Linked DNA regions of Mus musculus: regions 2, 3, 4 and 5 are each linked to region 1. A link is a contact called in public HiChIP or PLAC-seq and promoter capture Hi-C data. All regions are on one chromosome and are shown on one strand. The core of a region is the stretch at or near the end of the contact, and the rest is flanking DNA. Distances in the headings are between cores, read along the strand shown.

Region 1 (2,700 bases), core at 88-2,587:
AGACCCACTGGTCTCTGCCTCGCAAGTGCTTGAGAGTGTGCATCACATGCCTAGCTATTTTCCATTCTGTAATCCACTTTCCTCTGCCCCACTAGAGCAAAATGTCCTCCTTTCTCTCTCAAATACATTTTTTTTTCTGTTACTGGAGAGACAACCATAGATGGTAGAGAAGGGGATGGCTACATTACCAGCAGCCCACCAAAAATGTCTTATGTTTAAGGTATGAAATGACCTTTGAAGTGTCATTGTCAGCATTATAAATTATGCTAAAATTAATAAAGCTTACTGATCACTTCTGTACAGACTCCTTTACATTTAATCCACAAATCCCCACGAAGGAGATATTGCTATTATTTCTATTTTACAGAGTTTGGTGTTTTTTGTTTGTTTGTTGTTGTTGTCTTTGGGGGGGGGTGGTTTTTAAAACAGAAAGATGAAGTAATTTGTCCATGATTACCAAACCTAAGTGGTGGCCTTAGGATTTGGGGACTCTAGTGGATAAAGTTCTAAAATCAGGCTTTGAAAACACCACAAGAAGATCTAGCACGGTCTGGGGCACTTTAACATTGTTTAATGTGTATCAACCGCTTTCCTTTCTCTTGGTGTCGGCTTGGAATCTAGAGTGACCAGTTAGTGACTGGGAGTTGGCATCTCACTTCAAAACTATGATCCCCCTCACCTCCCTTCACCTGACACAGCTATTACTCAGAGATTCTGAACCCCTAGGAGGCCGGGATGCAAATAGACTTTGCAAACACACAAGGCACAGTATTGCTTTGGATCAAAAATGTTGCGTGTTTGCTCAGTCAGACTGAGACCTCAGTAGCCTAGAAGAACACACACAGCCCTTTTGGGGGCTTTATGGAAATCCCAGGCGGGCAGGTTCGGTGTGATAAAGAGCCTTGGGGCCTTGGCCCCTTGAAAATCCGGGGGCTGTGATGGGGCGGGGACAGTGTCTCCAGAGTGACATAAGTCCGCAGGGACCGCAGGCTAGTGGTTTTCGGTCAGGTTGACACCTCCAGGGAGGGCGTGGGAGAGGCGGGGCCCGTCGCCCTGCTCTGCGAGGAGAGATTGCGCTCGAGCTTCTCCTTCCGGGGGGGATGCTCAGCCCCGCGGGAAAACGCAGAAAAGGGTCCTTGCCGCTTTAAGTGACTCAGGAAGTGAAAGGAGGCCGCTGACGGCGTGGGTAAAGTGGAACCGGGGCGGCGTGGGCCCGCGGCGGCCGCGATCTTGCCGGGCAACGGAGGCCGGGTTGCGCGGCGCAGGGGCCGACGGGGCGCAGGCTGCCGCGCCGGAAGTGGCGCGCGAGGGACGGGGCGCGGGCGCGGCGCGCGGCGAAGAGACCGAGCGGGCGCCAGGCCCAGCGCTGACGGCTGGCCGGGCCCTCAGGCCTCAGCAGCTGCAGACGCGGCGCGGCGCAGCGCAGCGGCGCGGCCCAGGCGGGGCGGCCGGCCAGACCCCGGGGGTAAGCGGGCCTGCGTGAGGAAGGCGCTCCGCGCTGAAGGCGGAGAGCACGCCAGCCGCTAGGCCTCGGCCTCGTCCCTGCAGCCACATGGCCTCCGGAGTGGGCGCGGCCTGCGAGGAGCTGCCTCCCGACGGCACGTGTGACGAGTGCGAACCCGACGAGGCGCCCGGGGCGGAGGAGGTGTGCCGCGACTGCGGCTTCTGCTACTGCCGCCGCCACGCCGACGCGCATCGCCAGAAGTTCCTCAGCCACCGCCTGGCTGCCTACGTCCATGGCGCCCAGGCCTGGACTCCGCCGGCCAGCGGGGGAGACGACGCGCTCCCCGAAGACGGCGAGGCCAAAGGGGAGGCCGAGGGGGAGGTAGAGAGCGAGGTCGGGGAAGAAGAGAGCGAGACGGAGGTAGACAGTGAGTCGGAAGAAGAGAGCGAGACCGAGGAAGACAGTGAGGATGAGAGTGACGAGGAGAGTGAAGAAGACAGCGAGGAAGAGATGGAGGATGAGCAGGAGAGCGAGGCGGAGGAAGACAACCAAGAAGGGGAATCAGAGGCAGAAGGAGAAACTGAGGCAGAAAGCGAATTTGACCCCGAAATAGAGATGGAAGCGGAGAGAGTGGCCAAGAGGAAGTGTCCAGACCATGGGCTGGATTTGAGCACCTATTGTCAGGAAGATAGGCAGCTCATCTGTGTCCTGTGTCCAGTCATTGGGGCTCACCGGGGCCACCAGCTGTCCACGCTGGACGAAGCCTTCGAAGAACTGAGAGTGAGTATCGGGCATTCAGACATGTCTAAGGGGAACAGGATCCCCGATTTCAGATAGCCTAGCTGTGACCACATTCATTTTCATGTATCAACAAGACGAGTCGCCATGTTGGAAGCCGTGCCTAGTCTACCATTTTGGTTGAAATTGTCAAGTTGTCAGTTCTCATCTGTGAACATACAAGAACACAGAAAATCTTGAGTATAGTTTCTGACAGTTTGCAAATTACTTCTCCCTGGAATTCAGATAGGCCATTCCTTGAGAACTGTGACGCCATTTAGGCCCATTTCTATACATGATCACCGTTGTTAGGATAAGTGTTTTGACTTAGGGCTCTTGCTATGGTAACTCAGCCCACTTGGAAAACATGAGAAAGAAACGGTGATTTTGACAAAACCAAGGAGCTGGTTCCTCTAGTAGAAGACTCGGAAAGTGGCGGTACAGGTGTTGTGGTGTGTGTCTTGAGTTGTCTTAGGTTC
Region 2 (2,700 bases), core at 103-2,602, 600 kb after region 1:
CCCTTCTCAACCGCAGGGCAAAATTAGGCAGGGAGTCCTACAACAGTTGCATTAAAAAAAAAAAAAAAAGAAAAAGTGGGCTGGAGAGATGGGAGATGGCTCAGCGGTTAAGAGCACTGACTGCTGCTCCAGAGGCCCTAAGTTCAATTCCCAGCAACCACATGGTGGCTCATAACCATCTGTAATGGGATCTGATGCCTTCTGGTGTCTGAGGACAGCTACAGTGTATTCACATATATAAAATAAATAAATCTTGAAAGAAAGAAAGAAAGAAAGAAAGAAAGGGAGAGAGAGAGAGACAGAGAGAGAGAGAGAGAAATGTTAAAGAAAAGGGTTTTTGTTTTGTTTTGTTTTGTTTGTTTTTTGAGATGGGTTCATATAACCTAGGATGAAAAATTGAACTCATTGTGTAGAGCACGATGACCTAAACTCTTGGTCTTCTTTCCTCTACCTCCAAAGTGCTACAGGGATTCTAAGCATTCCAAAGGCCGTGACTCTTTAATACAGATCCTCATGTTGTGGTGACCCCCCCCTGCCCCCAACCATAAAATTATTTTGTTGCTACCACTTAACTGTAATTCTGTTATGCATTGTGTGTATATCTGATATACAAGATATCTAATATGTGACACATACACACACACACCCCACACAAAGGGGTCTCGACCAACAGGTTAAACACCATCGTGCTAGGATCCTGATTACTCCACCACCAGCTCAAATTCTTAGCACCTACCGAGCAACAACAAGGAATTTCCAAAGTTATTTTACATTTTTAAAATGTTCGAACTGGTTGGTTTTCTGTGGTTTCAATTCTGATATGTCGTGTTCGTGAAACCTTCGCCTAAAAATTGAACCCCAGATCCTTAAATTCGTTTTACAACGCTAAGGAAGAGACGCAAACAAGTGTGGAATCGGTTTGAAAAATCTTTCCTTAAAACGCATTCGCGCGTGCGCGCTCCAAAGCAGCAACAAAACCTCTCTCAGCCTCAGAAATGTTCCGCAGAACTCCAGTCCTTTTGTATCTGGTCGCACGAACACCTCTGGACTCCTGGAGACGTTTCTCATCCCGGGTTTAACAGTGGGAGACCAAACTCTTCTTGGCTTTTCGAAAGGTAGTGCAGAGTTCCCCTGATTTGCAGCATCCTCCCCTGCTTTTTAGGACCACGACCTTGGATTTCCTGAAATTGTTGAAATGAATTTAAGCGCAGGGTCTTCCGCCTACTCTTGTTGTTGGAGAGGAGGCGTGGGATGGGGGTGAAGCGAGGCGGGGGCATTGGAGAGAAACCACAGCGATGTGCACCGGACAGGAAAAGTGGGAGGAGGAGAGGGAGGAGGAGAGGAGGCGGCCGTAAGTTGAGAGAGGAGGGAAACAGTCACCAGCCTGACTCTGAGAGCTACGGCGGAGAGAAACCTGGGCAGGACGCGACCCGGCGTAGGGCAGAGCTGGGAGAGGACCTGGGGAGGGCGAGCGAGCGAGCGAGGCGAGAACCAGCCGAATCGCTAGTTTCTCTCCAGCAAGAAAACTTTCCCTGGAACACCGGAAACTTTTTCCTGAGCGCTCAGAGTCCGAGACGGAGGCGAGCGGTGGGTGTGCGCGGCTCGGCTCGGGTGACTCACGCCGGGGACCCCAAGGGGGTGAGTGGGGAAGTCCCTGGAGGGCCTGAAGTCATCATTCTGCAACTTCGCAGGCTCGGAAAATAACTCGCCTGGCGTGATCTGGGGGTGGGAGTGGGGGCACGGGGACAGCGAGACTGAGGGGAGACTCCGCGTGGTTAAGGAACCTCCGCATCGGATGCTGTAGGCGGGGAGGTAGACTACCAAGAGGTGGGTAAGGGAAGGGGCAGGCCGCCCTGAGTGTAGTGGGTCACGGTGGGAGAGGAAGCGCTGTGAACCCTTTTTGGGGGAATCCTGCCAAGCGTGGGACCCTAGTAAGCTAGAAGGCAGAAAAAGAATGTATCTGCACCATCCTCCCAAGGCCAGAGGGGCAGATCTACAGTCATGAGTGCTCAGGAGGCTACTCGCCTGAAAAACCCATCCTCTCAGCCGTCCCCTTCTTTCTTGAAGGGAGGCGTGAGAGTCGAGGTAGTAGATGGAGACCAGTTGGCCCGGAGCGCTGGGCAGGCTACTGTAGCCAGGGGACAGCCCGAGGGAGACCTAGCCTGTGGTGGTGAGAAGCTCGGGACAGTTCACTGCGACTCTGCGCCAGGCGCCCACGGTGTCCCCTTTCCGCTTCGACTTTCGCGCCCGCCGGGCGTTGGGCCGGGATTTCCTCTGCGCGCCTCGTGTGCGCACTGCGCGTTTTTACGCACAGGGGGCGCTGTGGGACCCGCACCTCTAGACCAGACTACGGTTCCCAGAGTTCGTGCCTGGACAGCGACAAGGACTAGGTGTGCTTACAAAGGATCCTTCAGGAATAGATTTTGGGGTGCTGCCCTTGTTGGCAGTAGGGGTTTCCCCGATTCCTACCCGCGCCCTGCCGGGGATCACATGCCACCGCCGCCTCTTCCTCCGCGGTGCCAGAAGCCCGCGTTTTGCTTGTCAGCAGTAAAGTGGAGAGTATTTATAGACGCCACTGCAATCCTGCGGTGTGCAAGGTTTCAATTACTGCGCTGCGTCGCGCCCCACAAGACGAGATGCTTACGCGCGGCGGCTCAGCTACATGTCTGCTGCGGAGACCCACTTGGAAAAACGTCTCCA
Region 3 (2,700 bases), core at 195-2,694, 750 kb after region 1:
CCATGGCTCTTCTGCCTTGTTCCCAGTGCATGAATTGAAGACCTGAGTTCAAATCCCAGAATTCAGGTATAAAAGTTAGGTACAGCGGTGCAATGTCAACAGTCCAAATACTAGGGAGGTGGAGACAGGAGGATCCCTGGGATTTGCTGAACAGCTCATCTATTGGAATTGTTGAGCCTCGTGGTCAACAAAAAACCATGTTTCAAAAAAAAAAAGGGCAGTGAGCAATGGAGCAAGACAGCCAATGGGTGATTTCACATCTGGCCTTTATATGTACACTGCATACAGATGCACCTGCACCTGCAAGTGTGGTCACAAACAAACATCTCTCTCTCTCTCTCTCTCTCTCTCTCTCTCTCACACACACACACACACACACACACACACAGAGACAGAGAGAAAGAGACACAGAGAGACAGACAGAAACAGAAAGACAGAGACACACAGAGAAAGGGAGAAAGAGACAGACAAGTAGAGAGACAGAGATACAGAAACAAAGAGACAGACAGACACACAGAAAGACAGACAGACAGACAGACAGACAGACAGAGACAGGTAGAGTCAGAGAGATACATACAGAGACACATAGAGAAGACTTCATAATTCCAACCGATCTTCAACATCTATCAGCTAGGTAACCATGGGCTAATTTTTCTATAACTTGAAAACTTTCTCTAGAGATAATACTATCGATTGCATATGAGTTTTATAAGAATTAAGTATGTAGAAAGCAGCCAAAGAACAAGACCATTGCTGTAATAAGGCCAATACTAAGTTGTAGGTGATCAGACTTAAACTGACAGTGTTTAAGTATCTAAAACCTAAGTCATTTATATCCAGGTCTCTTGATTTTAAGAAATACAATCATGTTTAAACTTAGTTCTCTTTCTAGATGTATCAAAGATTTTCTTCTAAAAAATGTATCACCTGACAGAGATCTGATCAGGTGGAGGAGTTCTGGGGGTGTTTATAATATACAATAAATAAAGATGTATGCTTTTATTAATATTTAAAAGAAAATTTACTAAGAACAGGTACCATTCCAAAATTTTTTTCTCTAAGCATTCTCGCTGTTAGCATCCATTGCTGGTTTCCATTGTTGGCTCCCATTGCTGGCTCCTATTGCTAGCTCTTTCATGCAGAAACTGAGGCACGGAGCCTCAGAGTCCAGGGAGAAACCAGAGATTAGAGTGACGATATCATTTCCACCGTAGGCATTCTCAGGAGATGAAATGACAGCTAGCTTTTCAGAATAAACACCCTGAATGTTTCTGCACTCAGGTCCCCCAGCTAAACTTCCTGAAGAGCCAGGTGCCAGCTGGAGCTGGGGGGTCTGCTGGTCTGTGATTGGCTATCATCATCTGTGGTTAGCCGTCTGTGGTGTGGGAGAGTGGGAAGGGCAGTGAGAGCTGATACATAATGCAGCATTGTGCACTATGGGACAAGAGAGCAAGGAGAGAGTAGACAGCATATGTTGCTATCTCTGTGGCATCGAGTGTTAACAACCAAGCTGCAGACATTCTAGCACTCTGGCCGGGAGGCCTGTGGAGCAAGGTAACTCTTGTGCTTTTCGTGCCTTGAGCCAAAACATTCATTATGTTTTTGTGTTTCTAATCAGAACTAAGAGAGATGGTTTCCTTACAGGCACCGAAGGAGGGGTGAGAAAAGCTGGAACTGATTTAGCTTTTGTTTGGAATGGAGGAAAACTAGGAAAGGAATAGAAGGCCAAGTTCAGAGACGTGGCAGGCATCTAGAACAGATGGAACACACCGGGGTGGATATAAATGAATGCTATTGGCAGAGGAGGGTTTGGGAAGAGCTGCAGAAGGGGAGACAGAGGAGCACACGGTTAGCTCAGGCAAGAGAAGATAGTCAGGAACAAAGAATTCCAGGCTGGGAGGAAAGGAACAGTTTTCCAGGTTTTGACATTTGCTGAGCTGAGAAGTCCGGTGTTTCAGAAAACATGACCTGTACACCACTTCATCAGGACCACAGCAATATTTAAAAATGCAATTTCTGGACTCCATCCTAAGCAAATAGGCAGATTCTCTGGGAGCTAATGATCTGCATGTTTTGGAAAACAATCTCTGTAGTGATTCTGATTCATATTAATTCTGAGAATTGCCATGGAGGAGAGCCTACCCGGAGGTTATGTTCTTGGGATGTGTAACAAGGGGTTGCAACTGTGCGTTTCTTTCTAAAGTGGTTCAGTAATGGGTCCCCCGGAAGAAGGGAAAGAATTTTCTGGTTATTTTGTAGATGCTAGAAATGTTTTCGTGCATGTTGTGGGGCAGATAATCAGGAGTGGTACCCAGGGAGAGAACAAAGGGGTAGGTCAGATGTGTCAAAGAGGGGTCACACTTGGGTGCACAGAAGTGTGATTGGGATGGGGAGAGATCTTAGTCAACAGAGTGCTCACAGCATGAAGATCCAAGTGGGATTCCCCAAACCTTTGTAAACCAGCTGGGTGTGATATCCCATTCTTGTAATCTCAGCACCAGGGAGAAAGAGGTCTTTGGGGCTTACTGGACAGTCAGTGATGATATCACTGTTAGCAGGAGAGGGTGAGTCAATCAGGGGAGTGCATGGGTTACAGTTAGAGCTGACAAGAAATGAGCTGCTGCTGTGCTTTCTAGACACCCAAGGTTACTGATGGTATCTCACTCTAAGCCACAGTCTTGTCTCGCTTGTCCATATCAC
Region 4 (2,700 bases), core at 136-2,635, 670 kb before region 1:
TGTCCCTCAAAAAAGCAGAATTTGACACTGCGTCTATACCTCCAAACAGCAAGAAGAGGCTAGAGACATGTAATGAGATCTCTAGTTGAGGTATATGGTGGTCCTAGAGTTTTCTTTGTGGTTTCCTCAAAATATGGGCCAATCTAAAATGCTAGGTATTCAAAAGTCTTTGACAAATCACCATCTGAAACCACCCACTTCTCCTTCTATACTTGAAAAACATCTTCAGCTTCTTTTTTGTATGTGGCTATTTTCTGTCTTGATAAATTCAATCACAGCTCTTGAATCACAGGTTATTTTGCTGATCTGGCACAACACTTAGTATGAAAAAAAAATCTGTATTTCTATGATGACCGTCACCAAGATTTACTAATAAGGGATGACAAACATGTCTGCTATCAATGCACCTTGATTCTGATACATTGCTTCTACTTTCCTCGTTCTCCATATATAGGGATGGCCACCAGGGACCTGTGTCCTATATGCAAAATCTCCCTTTCAGTCGTGCCTAATTTCAAGGTTTATAAAGAATTTGTGAAAAGCCACTTATTCCAAGACAATAATAGTTCAGATGCTCTGCATTAAATATTTCCTGTTTTATTTTAAATTGAGACCCCTTGGCTAGACGAAAGGTTAGTAAAGATATAATTTTGTGGACTTCCCCTGAGTCTTCTGCAGGGCTTATCAGTTAGTATCGAAGCTGTTTATTCTTCTAGTTCGCTAGTTCACCATTTTCTTAGCACTAGAAGGCATTTCATAAGCCTGCGTCCTGTTTAACTGAAAGAAAACCCATGTTGCCCCAGGGCCCATTTTCCTTAAAGAAGAATCATTTCCAAGAGCTCCCACCTCATAACGTCAAGTAAGATAGGCAAGGACAACTGCCCAAAAGAGTGCCCTTTGGGGTGCCTGACAATTCCGGTAGAGCAGTCCTACTAGCACAGAGGGGCCTCTGACTTTCGCGGACTGGGTTAGGAATTAGCCGCCTAGAGCTCCTGGCCGAAGCCCCACCCCGCGGCCCGTGACCCCACCTCGCCTGCTGTAGACCGCCGTCCTTACCTGCGCGCCACACGGCCGCGAGCAACAGTCTCCTTGAGCTTGACAGCCAGACATGGTTCTGACTCTGCTCCGTTATCTGTCCCGCGCTCGTTCCAAGTCTGAGCGGCCGGCAGAACGCTATTAGGCGACAGAGCGGGCAGCCTGGGGGCGGAGCAAGAGTGAGAGGCGGAGTCTGAGGGGGACCTCGTCCCTTTGGAGAATCTGCGGCGGCGCAAACCGGCCGGTGGGCGTGCCCGTGAAGGTTGGAGGCGGTGTTAGAAGGACTAGTCCTCCAGTCCAAGGCGGGGAGCGTGCGCTGTGGGCGGGGCCAGCCCATGCAAGGCGGGGCCTGGACGGGCCTTGAGGCCGCCAATCTAGTTGACTTGCGAGCTTTCCCGGAGAAAGCCGGGAAGATGGCGGCCTCCTGGAGGCTTCACTGTAACCAGCCGCTGCTTCGGTACCTTCTGGGATTTAGCAGCCGTCGAAGCCTGGGACTGGCTCAGGGTGCTGCTGCTTGGCCTGTCGACCGTGGAGCAAGTTGGAGGTGGTTTCACAGTACTCAGCTGCTGCAGGGTGAGTGGCTTGCGCTCGCTCCACTTCTCTCTTTAGCTGAGCAATGGGGCCTGGGTCAGGGGCTTTCTTGATTGGGGACACGGTTTGTGAGGTTAAGTGCGGACTCTTCCTGTTCCTTTCAACCTCCCCCAGAAACGGGCCTGCTGACTTAGCCTATGGCATGCGGCAAAAGAACTGTCTTCAGACTTGGGAGAGCATGGTTCCGTCCTTGGCCTGCCTTCAGGGCTACATGGCTTCTCTGTGACCTTGCTTTAGAATTTGAGAAATTTCGATGTCACCTAGGGAGGGTCTGTTTTAAATCCCTCTATTTTAGACCCTTATCAATCACATGTCAAATTTCTTTAATTTTACCATTCCTCTCTAATGTAATATAGCTGCCCATACATTCAAAGCCACTATTACCCATACTGATTCATTCAAAGGACCTGTCCCTATTGGAAAACTTTAAATCTTACTGCACTTAATGTATGCAGCATACAAGACTTAACTTAGAAAATACAGAATCACAGACATTGCTAGAATGTTTCAAGTAAAATATGTGGCATGAAATTCATACAGCCTATTACATAAAATTGTTCTTAAGCAGTGATATTGAACTCGGAGATATACCCACTGTCCTTCCGTTATTTAACATACAGCATATAAAATGGCAGACCTGGCATTATTCTTCCTTACGTGTATGAATATGGGCTGGGGGTTAGGATGGGGGCACAGAAAACAGTTTTAGAAACCATTAGACATTTAAGTAATCATTCTTACCACCACCTGGTACAGTAGGCCTAGCCCACACTTTCTGAGCTGTCTGAGGCCACAAAACAAAACAAAAAAAAAGAAAAAGAAAAACAATAAAATCCGTGTGCTGAGATTTCTAAAGAGGGGCTAATAGGGACAATTTACCTAAGTCATTTTTGGAGTAATGTTTAATAAATACTTCCTGGATATTGTCTTTAACTGTATAGTATATAATATTTTCTCTGCCTGGTCCTCATTTGTTAAAACTGAACTTGCCTACACTTAGCAGAAACTCTGACTCAGGAATCTGCACCTTATACTGTTGTGAGTTTAATGGAGCACACTTTTGAGACTCCCTGC
Region 5 (2,700 bases), core at 96-2,595, 510 kb after region 1:
ATGTAAATACCCCAACTGTGATATTGTTCTGTAGATATCCAGGAAGTCACCATTAAGGAACATGGGACAAAAATCTCTCTGCATTATTTCCCACAACTACAGGAGATATTATAGTTAGCTTTTAATAAAGTGTATTTAAACAATAGAGCAGTGAAAATGAGCTATTGCTACAATCATGACTGGAAGCCAGATGTGAACACTGATATGAAGAAGTGTTCCATTTCTGTGGAGTTCAGAGACTGAGTAATAGTACATGGTGTCCGAAGCTATGCACTGTTGGGAAGGCAAGTGAAGTAAGTAACCAGGGAGGCACTGGGGGTACTGGTGTCTCAGTCTGTGGTCTGGTGTTGGCTACATGAGTGTGTAGTCATTAAGGGAATTACTAATGATTTCAGTATGCTATATGTTATTTTCCAAAACTTACCAAGGAAAAGAAAATGTCCCAAGACAAGCAAGCATGGAAAAGGAATGGCTTAAATCAACCACAAGGAAGAGAAAAAGCTGCTAAGGAGAACTCTTGGATCCTAGTCACAGCTCCACTATACTAAAGCCCTTCATAGCTATTTCTTCGGCACATACTGGGTGCCAGGTCTTGTTCTTGTTGGCATAGGCTTGTGAACAATGAAGTCAAAGTGCTCAGGAGTGGACTGAGCAAATGCACACTAGGAAGATGGATAACGGAAAGGGCATTATATGTGTGACTTATAATGACAGTGTCACGAGGATCATTTCTGATCTTCAACTGGATAAGAGAGAAGAAAGGAAAACAAGAAGAAACAGAAATCATGTTCCTCAGAAGAGAACACAAAGACATCCATGGTGTGTGCACACTAGTAATAAGTCCTAAGAGGGAATGCAAAGCCACCCTTCTAAGGAGTAACTCAAACTTTATGACGTCCCTAGAAGTACTAGGGTGACAAGAAGGAGAGAATTTCCCTGAGAGAGGCGTAAAGACTGGGATGAAATGGGAACTGGTGACTGTCACCCAAGTGCTCCAATCTATAAAACCACTCGTGGTCACTAATTCTTGGGTGTATTTACATCGACTATCTGATTTTTACTTCCACCTTAATATCTGGGCGTGATTAATTTTGTTGCTCCTGTTTAAAAGCTCAGAAAGGCTGAACGATTTTCTCAGGGTCACACAAAGAAGCACTGACGCGCGGCGGGTAGGGTGGGAGTGGGACAATGCTCCAAGTCAGGGCCGGTTTATTCCCAATTCTTGCTTTGCACCAAGTCCCAGACCCTAAGACGGTGGCCGCACGCGTCCCCACCCCTTCAAGATACCTTCAGTAGGCTCTGGAGCGCCACGAAATGCTCTGCTGTCAAGGCCGCCATCTTTCTGGAGTCACGTGACAGCCGGAGCAAGCGGAGCGTGCCTCGTGACCCCTCGCAGGACATGCTGGGAGTTGTAGTTCTTCACCGTGGCTGGCGGGAACGGCGTGCAAAGAACCAGGAAGTCTTCCTCCTGTATGACTAAGCTCAAAGACCAGAGGGCTGAGATACTGAGAGAACTCGGATATAGAATGATTTCCAGGGAACAACTGGCTGGACATCCTAGGTCAGGGAAACTGGTTTTGCCTTTGCCCCTCTGGGTAGGCTGGCTGATCTGGTGAATGCACCTGCAGACTTGGCAGACACCTTGGCAACTTAGATGCCCAGAAGAGATCGGCCTACTCACCATCTGGATTTAAATGAAGCTTTGCCTATTTGAATTCTTGGAATTCACACACACACACACACACACACACACACACACGCTCACATGCCTGCAGTACTCCCTAAAAACAAAACAAAACAAAAAAAACAAAAAACAAAAAACAACGCTTCAAGGCATATAGTTTCTTCTCTGTTTGTGGAGAGATAGGAGCCTTTGTAACTAGCCTTATCCAGACAGTCAAGCTAAGTCACTTAGGGTTCTTAGTAACTTTCCTGTGGTCCAAGAAGAGGTCTGGTTTGAAGGGCAGCTGATTAGGAAAGGGGTTAGAAAGGAAGAAGGCGTGTGAAGATATTGACTATCTTAGCTCTGTGCACCTCCGGCACGGTCTCTTCTGTCTGCATTCTTTCCCTTAAAACTGAGTGTTGAGGGTCATGCAGCAAGACCTGCCAACACCTTCCTCAGAGGCAGACCCTCCAGTCTTCAGAGAGTCTGAAAGTGGCAGTCGCTGGGTCAAAGGCTTAACTACAACCTTGCTATGGGTTGAGTCTGAAATCTGTTTTGCAGGTTCATCCTGTGGTCACTTGGACCCTAGCTTTGTGGGACTGCTGAATGTTAGAACCCTTAGGATCTGGGACCTTGCTAGTGAAGGTCTCTAGTGGCAGGCCTTTGGGGGTTATGCTGCTTCTGGTTCTGGCCTGATTGCATGGTGTCTTGTCTGCTGCTGTGTAAGAAGTCTTGGCTGTACATTATTGCCACCCTGCTCTGCCATGTTGGACTACAACTTCTGAAACCATGAACCAGAATAAATCTTCCTCCTCTAAGTTGTTTCCATCTAGTTCCTGTCACAGTGACACACCAGTAACCAATGCACTTGAGAAATTGAAAGCATAACAACTCAACTGAGCCATCCCAGGCTTTCTGGCTTTGAAATATTGTATAAGTCTTTAGGTGTAGCCTTTCCATGTCTTGATTCAAAGTGGCTGCAGGCTGTGAGCTTCCAGAATGAGGTACTAACTACTGTTTGCCAGCTACTAGGGAAA

Evidence for each region. Promoter capture Hi-C pulls out the DNA fragments that hold promoters and counts their contacts. HiChIP or PLAC-seq counts read pairs in DNA pulled down with a chosen protein or histone mark. Capture Hi-C pulls out chosen DNA fragments and counts their contacts.
Region 2: a contact with region 1 is called in an H3K27ac HiChIP or PLAC-seq map of embryonic stem cells, with 10 times the contacts expected there. The contact joins the promoter of Prr5l here to the promoter of Trim44 in region 1. A contact is called at or near these places in 1 of 39 promoter capture datasets (liver), 2 of 484 Hi-C or Micro-C datasets (both in embryonic stem cells) and 4 of 115 datasets of contacts at active chromatin or transcription factors (bone marrow-derived macrophages, embryonic stem cells, forebrain and 1 more).
Region 3: an H3K4me3 HiChIP or PLAC-seq map of bone marrow-derived macrophages shows a contact between it and region 1, with 4 times the contacts expected there. The contact joins the promoter of Rag1 here to the promoter of Trim44 in region 1. A contact is called at or near these places in 3 of 39 promoter capture datasets (the C10 cell line, liver and pre-B cells), 1 of 15 datasets of contacts at CTCF or cohesin (embryonic stem cells) and 2 of 115 datasets of contacts at active chromatin or transcription factors (bone marrow-derived macrophages and embryonic stem cells).
Region 4: a promoter capture Hi-C map of pre-B cells shows a contact between it and region 1, with 5 times the contacts expected there. The contact joins the promoter of Pdhx here to the promoter of Trim44 in region 1. A contact is called at or near these places in 2 of 39 promoter capture datasets (hippocampal neurons and pre-B cells), 5 of 484 Hi-C or Micro-C datasets (the G1E-ER4 cell line, embryonic stem cells, natural killer cells and 2 more), 1 of 115 datasets of contacts at active chromatin or transcription factors (astrocytes) and 1 of 9 other capture datasets (adipose tissue).
Region 5: a promoter capture Hi-C map of liver shows a contact between it and region 1, with 4 times the contacts expected there. The contact joins the promoter of Commd9 here to the promoter of Trim44 in region 1. A contact is called at or near these places in 13 of 39 promoter capture datasets (the C10 cell line, the HPC-7 cell line, cranial neural crest and 6 more), 12 of 484 Hi-C or Micro-C datasets (B cells, CD4 T cells, CD8 T cells and 8 more), 11 of 115 datasets of contacts at active chromatin or transcription factors (bone marrow-derived macrophages, cardiomyocytes, embryonic basal ganglia and 8 more) and 4 of 9 other capture datasets (adipose tissue, embryonic stem cells, liver and 1 more).

What each region holds. Positions count from the first base shown.
Region 1 is chr2:102,399,537-102,402,236 of GRCm38.p6, reverse strand. Trim44 (tripartite motif-containing 44) reads left to right here and starts at 1,337. Exons shown (of 5, transcript NM_020267.2): 1 at 1,337-2,224. The coding sequence starts at 1,553.
Region 2 is chr2:101,796,359-101,799,058 of GRCm38.p6, reverse strand. Prr5l (proline rich 5 like) reads left to right here and starts at 1,352. Exons shown (of 9, transcript NM_175181.5): 1 at 1,352-1,587.
Region 3 is chr2:101,648,276-101,650,975 of GRCm38.p6, reverse strand. It overlaps Rag1 (recombination activating 1), which reads left to right and starts at 1,444. Exons shown (of 2, transcript NM_009019.2): 1 at 1,444-1,554.
Region 4 is chr2:103,072,198-103,074,897 of GRCm38.p6, reverse strand. Pdhx (pyruvate dehydrogenase complex, component X) reads left to right here and starts at 1,385. Exons shown (of 11, transcript NM_175094.5): 1 at 1,385-1,608. The coding sequence starts at 1,449. Apip (APAF1 interacting protein) reads right to left here and starts at 1,223. Exons shown (of 7, transcript NM_019735.4): 1 at 1,057-1,223. The coding sequence starts at 1,110.
Region 5 is chr2:101,884,907-101,887,606 of GRCm38.p6, reverse strand. Commd9 (COMM domain containing 9) reads right to left here and starts at 1,345. Exons shown (of 6, transcript NM_029635.3): 1 at 1,288-1,345. The coding sequence starts at 1,338.